2 separate regions of the Pan troglodytes genome follow, and region 1 is linked to region 2. Evidence: chromatin contacts called from public HiChIP or PLAC-seq data. All regions are on one chromosome and are shown on one strand. The core of a region is the stretch at or near the end of the contact, and the rest is flanking DNA. Distances in the headings are between cores, read along the strand shown. Region 1 holds the start of INCENP (inner centromere protein). Region 2 holds the start of TMEM258 (transmembrane protein 258).

Region 1 (3,604 bases), core at 562-3,061, 400 kb before region 2:
TCTCTGAGGGCAAACCCCTGTCTGTCTTGCTCATCGTTGAATGCCCAGAGCACAGCAGTGCCTGGCAACAAGGACTATTTGTTAAATGAATTAATCCACCCATCAACTCTACACCTAGAAATAAACATCCTATAGGTGCTCATCCCACCACACAAAGGGCACCAAATAAACTTAATCTGCACAGGTTAGAACTGACCAACACATGTTCAAAACCCCTGTTCCCAGATGCCAAGGGCAGCAATAATCAGGGCAGGGCCAAATGGGCAGGATCGTACAGGCTTTGGGCTGAAACCTCGGCTCTGCAGCCAGCCAATCATGGGCAAGCCCTTTTCACTGTCATCCTTCACCTTCCCCTAACCCTTCTGCACCCAGACCACAGCCCTGGCAAAGCGCAGGACCTCAGGCCAGAAAAGAGAAAACTGTTTAAGGAAGCCAAAGGTTTGCAGAGAAAAGCAACAACTGGCTAACTTTTTAAAAAGTATTTGTTCAAATGGGCAACGTGGATGAGAGCTTCTTTCACAAAGTCCATGAAAGCAATTGGACTTCTTTCACGGGGAGGTTTGCTTCTAGCAGACCTTAGCGCAACCATTTAAAAAGGGTTACCGTAAGTTAAAACAGAGGTGACCCTGAAAAAGAAGGAATCAGTGTACCAAGAATCAGGCTCCTGGAAGAGCAGCAAAAATCTCTTCTTCAACCCATGTAAGCACCTGCACACAGATAAAGAGCACTCAACACCTCACCGAGGGAGACACTCTCCAGTCTTCCTCCTCTCCAACACTTCTTCCACACCATACACCAGACTGAAGGCCCCATCGTCCTCCTCTATGACTCCTGTCCTTTTCAGGGTACTGTAAGTTGGGCGCCTACCACACCTCTGTGCAGAAAGCGCATAGCAGCTGCTCCCATTTACTGAGTCATACTCCATGCCCGAGTCAGACATCATCTCATTTAATTCTCACCACAACCTTGAGGATACGCATGGGCAGATGAGGAAATTGAGGCAAAGAGAAGTCAAAATCAGCCGGTAAATCAGGGGCATAAATAGAACCGTGCCCTTAACCACGGGCTATACCGCCTTCTAGATATCAACTTCTGAAAGGCAGGCGCCCAGTCTTGGCTCTGGGCAACCCCTCGAGCAGCCCATGTTAGCTGAATGAAACTGAACCGCTGACAGCGAACAGGCTTGGGGAGTGACAAGGGGCGGCCCAGCCTCCGGAAATGGTCAGTTTAAAATGCTGCTCAGCTGGGGGCGGGGGCGTTGAGAGAGGGGTTTAACTGCACAGAAATGCCATCTGGCATCATTCCGCCAAACAACCGGGTTGGTTTCGGGCTTCCTGCGCGTCCAAGTCAACACTAATCCTCACAGGCACAAAACAAAGTGCCAAGCAGCCGGGAGCGGAGGGAACGGGGCTATGCTCTAGGAAGCTGAGGGCCTAGGTGGAAAGGGTGGGAGGCCTCTCGGGCCCGAGAACCAAGGCAGGCGACCTCGCCACTTGGAAGAGGTGACCCTCATATGCCCAGGTAGCCAGGGGCTGGGGTGGGGAGTCACGACCCTGGTCCGGAGTCGACAGGGACGGAGCAGAGGACCGGGGAAAAAATCGCGAACCACCCCTCAATCCCCACGCCCACGCGCACTCACTCGACTGCGCCACGTCCCCTGAAGGCTGCTCCGATCCAAGTCCGGTGGTATCCCTAGGTAAGGCCCCGCTTGCCCAGACCCACTTGGCTCCGGGCCTTCGGGACTCACCGCACGGGAGGAGCAACCAGGCGGCGCAGCGCGGGCGAAATCTATGATTTTCAAAACTGAAGGTTCAGCCAATCCTCGGCAAGTTTGTCCGGGCGGTTGCAAAATTTTAAGCCAATCAAATAACAGGAAGTACCAGTCAGCCCTCCTATTGGCCATGTCGACTAGCAATCTGCGGGACTAAGAGGCGGGGAAAGGAAGCGAAAGACTTTACGCCCCCTCAGCTTCCGGGTGCTCCGGCCGCGGCCGAGAGAGGAAGTAGATCCCCGCCTGGGAGGAGCCCGCAGACCTGGAACTACGAGTCCCGGCGAGCACTGCGAAGGCCACGCGCGGCTTTCTTTCTTCTCCAAGCACGGTGGCAGTCTTCTGATCTCTGCTGCTTTTTTTTCCTCATAAAAACATGTATGTATATACTTACATTGCTGAAAGAGCAGCTTTTTAATGTAACAAATTATCTAGGTACAGAAGTCATAGGTTCCTCTTCCCATGAGAAAAACATTCCTCAAAATACAAACCAAACAGCATCCCAGAGGGAGTAAAATTTCATTGTACTGAAACATATACAAATTAAGGCTACCTTGGTATATAAACAATTGAGAAATTATGATGGAATAGTTCCACCAAATCATTTACGTATAAGAATTCATGCCATTTTTTAAAGAATTGGTAGTGGGGCTCAATTCAAACAATATTATGCATCCTTACATTCAACTTAATACACTTAGAAGCTATAAGGAGTGTAACTGTAACCCCACTTCCTGAAATCTCAGGAGTAATGTTAAAAATCCAAACCCATCAAAGGCCAGGGTGTTACGGTATTTGGCTCATGAATCGAAAAGCCTAATCATTTCAATTTAATCTTTACAAGTAGAACAAGATCCAAACATGGGACGTTTTCTTATTTTTCTTTGCTTTTGTGGTTGTAATGCCCTTTTGGTTTTCTGAGCAATCTGAATACATCTGATAAATACTACCATTGGACAAAGGATCTAAACATTGAGATGTTTTACTAAATCAAGGTTTCAAGTTGGCACAATGTTTTTACTAAGTCATATTTCAATTAGTTCATCTTTCCAATATGGGGGTGGGTGGGGAAGACAAGGACTAATATGTCCTATAAAGAATCTCTGGCCGGGCGCGGTGGCTCACGCCTGCAATCCTAGCACTTTGGAAGGCCGAGGCGGGTGGATTGCCTGAGCTCAGGAGTTCAAGACCAGCCTGGGCAACACAGTGGAACCCTGTCTCTACTAAAATACAAAAAAAAATTAGCCGGGCGTGGTGGCTTGCACCTGTAATCCCAGCTACTCGGGAGGCTGAGACAGGAGAATCGCTTGAACCCGGGAGGCAGAGGTTGCAGTGGGCCGAGATCGCGCCATTGCACTCCAGCCTGGGCCACAAAAAGCAAAAAACTCCGTCTCAAAAAAAAAATCTCTGCCGCTTTTGAGAAGTAAAAACAAAACGCCTGGTGAATGGCAACGGAGTGTGCGTTTATCTAGAGCCTTCTGTCATCTCTTGGGCGACAGAATCCTTGGTCACCTACCCTGGTACTGGACGTTTCTTGAGAGAAGTGGTTCTCATGCAGAGGAGGTTTTATCCCACCTCCGCCCCCCACATTTGGCAGTGCGTGAATTCATTTGGGTTTGGGAGAAGGGGTTAGTGGTATTTGGTGGGTAAAGGCCAGGGATGCTGCTAAACACCATCTAGTGCATAAGACAGTCCCCACAGCAAGGAATTACCAGGCCCCAGATACCAGAATTGCTGCTGTTGAGAAACTGCTTTAGACAAAGTCACTTTACTCTGTGAGTCAAGGTTGCTGTTACCTGTAAAATAAGGCAGTTCAATCTTGAAGAGATTTGTATA
Region 2 (3,317 bases), core at 585-3,084:
ATATTTTAATATGTATTAAATGTATAACTATTAAAAAGGATTTTTAGGGGGTGCAATTTAAAATCATCTTGCCATCCTGGCCAACACGGTGAAACCCTGTCTCTACTAAAAATACAAAAAAAAAAAAAAAAAAAATTCGCTGGGTGTGGTGGTGTGCACCTGTAATCCCAGCTACTCGGGAGGCTGAGGCAGGAGAATCGCTTGAACCCAGGAGGCAGAGAATGCAGTGAGCCGAGATTGTGCCGCTGCACTCCAGCCTAGCAAGAGAGTGAGACTCCGTCTCAAAAAAATAAAAAACTCATCTTGTGCCCACTGTTGGTATGTATCCAATACTCCAAGAAATATTCTACTGGGGCCAGGCACAGAGGCTCTGGGCAGTAATCTCAGCACTTTGGGAGGCCGTGGTGGGAGGATCACATGAGCCCAGGAGTTCCAGGCTACAGTGAGCTATGATTGTGCCACCACACTCCAGCCTGGACAACAGAGCAAGACCCTGTCAAGAAAAGAAAAGAAGACAAAAGAAAAGAGAAAGAAGAAACGAAAGACTCCATCAGGCCTTTTCATTGTTCCCACTCTTTCTTCACAGAGTTCTTTCTAGAGCATCAATGACTGTTCAATTCTTCCTTCTAATTCAGTCCAAACACTTCAGCATGGCATCACGACCTTTCATGTTCTGGTTCCCAACCTAACCCTACATTCTGGGATCTCAACAGAAAGCTGGAATAAGGCCCGCCTTTTCCCACTTTTCCTTAGCTGTGCCCTCCTCTCGCCATCCTCTCACGCGTCCTTCCAGGTCCATCCCTGGATTATTAATCAATTAATAATTAATTGGCAATGAATTATTCATTTGATTAATATGAATAATTCCCCTGTGAACTGCAGCGGCAAAAGCTCTGGCCTTGAATCTAGGCGCGGCATTTACCATCCGTGTGACGTTACCAAGCCACTGAGGTTTATTTTCTCGTCTACAGAAGAAGAACGATTACCATGCCTGTCTCTCAGGGCTGCTGCCAGGGTTAACTGAGACAACAGACGGAAACCTCTAATGTCCCCTCTCCAGGCCTGTTCAACCCTTCGGCTCTTGCCTCAAGCCGGCCGCGCTGCTGGAGTGTGGACTGAGGACCAGGCCATGTAGCCCTTGATCCCCTCACGGCGTCCCACAGACAGGTAGGCAGGAAAGGGGCCTAAACAACTCAAGTGTCAGAAATGTTTCCCGTCCAAGGTCTTAGGAAAAATACAACACGACCCCATAAGGTGGAACTTATTACCGCTTTTCTACAATGGAGGAAAGAGAGGCTCGGAGCTTAGGCGACTGGCCCAAGGCTCACAGGGGGAAAAGTGGCGGGACCTCTTGACTGCGAATCCCGCGCACTCCAGACCCCGGCTCCCCACGGCCCCTAGCGCCAAGCGGACCCCGTCGCTCCCGGAGGCGCTTCCCATGGGGTCTCACCTGGCCTTTGGGACACGAGGCCTCGGCGGCTAAAGCTTGGTTCGGGGTTGCCCCGGGCAGGCGGTCCTAAGCCCGCTCTCCCTTCTCAGCTTAGCGGCGGGTCGCCTGACGTTCAGCCGCCTTCCAAAGCCCGCGCTCCCGTCACGTGACCTGCTCGCCACGCACAGCCTCTTGGGGCGCGTAGTGCAGGCTGCGTCCCCTCAGACGGCTGCTCTCATGGCAACCAGTCCCTCCAGGGAGAACAGAGTCTCTCAGCGACCCTGGCGTACCCTTCTCCACCGCTCGTCCCCACTCCACCCACACCAGGTCCCCGCAGGCCCCTGCTCCCTCTACACCCTAAATCGCAGGACTACAAGTCCCTCAATGCCACTTGCGCCGGAGGCACTTCCTTTTCCGGTTGTGCTAGGCGCCTGCTCCTGCCGACGTGTTCTTCCGGTGGCGGAGCGGCGGATTAGCCTGCGCGGGGTATAATGGTGAGAGCGTTGAGGGGAGTTCCAGACGGAGATGCGAGGACCCCCTCGGGGTCTGACCCACACCGCGCTTCTCTCAGACGCCGGAGATCCAGAGGGCTAGACGCTCCTGGAACCTCCGGCTTGGGCTGAAGGGTGGGGAAGGGGGAAGCCCCTTGCCATGAACTCCTTAGGTTTCTCAGCTCGCGATTTCTAAGGGCGAGAGGCGTGGGGCGAATTTTGAATACCTTCCAGTTTGTATATCTCTGTTATCGGTGGTGTGTTATCTTTATCTGGAAAGTTCTTCTGCCGAACCCGTGCCCATCCTACAATGCCCTGGGCAAATGTTTCTTGGTGAAGCACTTCCAACTCTCAGGCACTTGGCCAGACTTTCCTAGGAGCGCCCACAGCCTCTGTACAGATCTCTGGCCACGTTCCATGGACTTCTTTGTTTTCGGCCACGCCTCCTAGTGACCACCGTCTGACGCGCATCTAGCTCTGGGATGATGTCTATTCATCTTTGTATTCTCAGTGCCAAACAGAGGGCCCGTAATTGGAAGCTCAATAAATGGCAGTGATTGTCTTTATCATTTTGGGGGAAGGGGGCCGTGATTGTTTACTGAATTGAATTCCAGTGTCTCAGAACAATGGGGGCAGTTTACTTCTCTAGAGTTGTTATGTTCTGGATTTTAGAAGCATTGGCTGACGGGTGACAATGAAGTTAACATTTGTACAGATCTTTACGTTTACAGCCCTCTTTCATAAAAGGCATTATCTCATCATCTTCCCTACAGCCTTAGGAAGGAAGCAAATACCTGTTGAGCAAAATACTCCCTGCCAGGCACTAGATGCTTTGATTCATCATCTTTCTTATTTTTCAGTTCTGTGAAATAGATATTACAATCGCTTTACTCAGACTCAGATTACTCAGAACCAGAACTTGAATGTCTTGACCATAGCTCACAAGATTCCATAATAGCATAGGTAGTGAGGAAAATACTGAATTAGAAATTGAGGGCCAGGCGCGGTGGTTCACTCCTGTAATCCCAGCACTTTGGGAGGCTGAGGCGAGCGGATCAGGAGGTCAGAAGTTCAAGACCAGCCTGGCCAGCAAGGTGAAACCCTGTCTCTACTAAAAATACAAAAAATTAGCCGGGCATGGTGGTTCACGCCTGTAATCCCAGCTGCTCGGGAGGCTGAGGCAGGATAATCACTTGAACCCAGAAGGCGGAGCTTGCAGTGAGCCGAGTTGGCACCACTGCACTCCAGGCACTCCAGCCTGGGCGATAGAGCAAGACTGTCTGAAAAAAAAAAAAAAAATTGAGCCTGGGCGCGGCAACTCACACCTGTAATCTCAGTACTTTGGGAGGCCGAGGCAGGCAGATCACCTGAGGTCAGGAATTCAAGACCATCCTGGC

Evidence for each region. HiChIP or PLAC-seq counts read pairs in DNA pulled down with a chosen protein or histone mark.
Region 1: an H3K4me3 HiChIP or PLAC-seq map of stem cell-derived excitatory neurons shows a contact between it and region 2, with 5 times the contacts expected there. The contact joins the promoter of INCENP here to the promoter of TMEM258 in region 2. A contact is called at or near these places in 3 of 7 Hi-C or Micro-C datasets (blood, induced pluripotent stem cells and stem cell-derived neural progenitor cells) and 1 of 1 datasets of contacts at active chromatin or transcription factors (stem cell-derived excitatory neurons).

What each region holds. Positions count from the first base shown.
Region 1 is chr9:64,437,335-64,440,938 of NHGRI_mPanTro3-v2.0_pri, reverse strand. INCENP (inner centromere protein) reads right to left here and starts at 1,811. Exons shown (of 18, transcript XM_054662344.2): 1 at 1,640-1,811.
Region 2 is chr9:64,041,605-64,044,921 of NHGRI_mPanTro3-v2.0_pri, reverse strand. TMEM258 (transmembrane protein 258) reads left to right here and starts at 1,834. Exons shown (of 4, transcript XM_003951907.5): 1 at 1,834-1,923. The coding sequence starts at 1,921. It overlaps FEN1 (flap structure-specific endonuclease 1), which reads right to left and starts at 2,603. Exons shown (of 2, transcript XM_016921032.4): 1 at 2,148-2,603.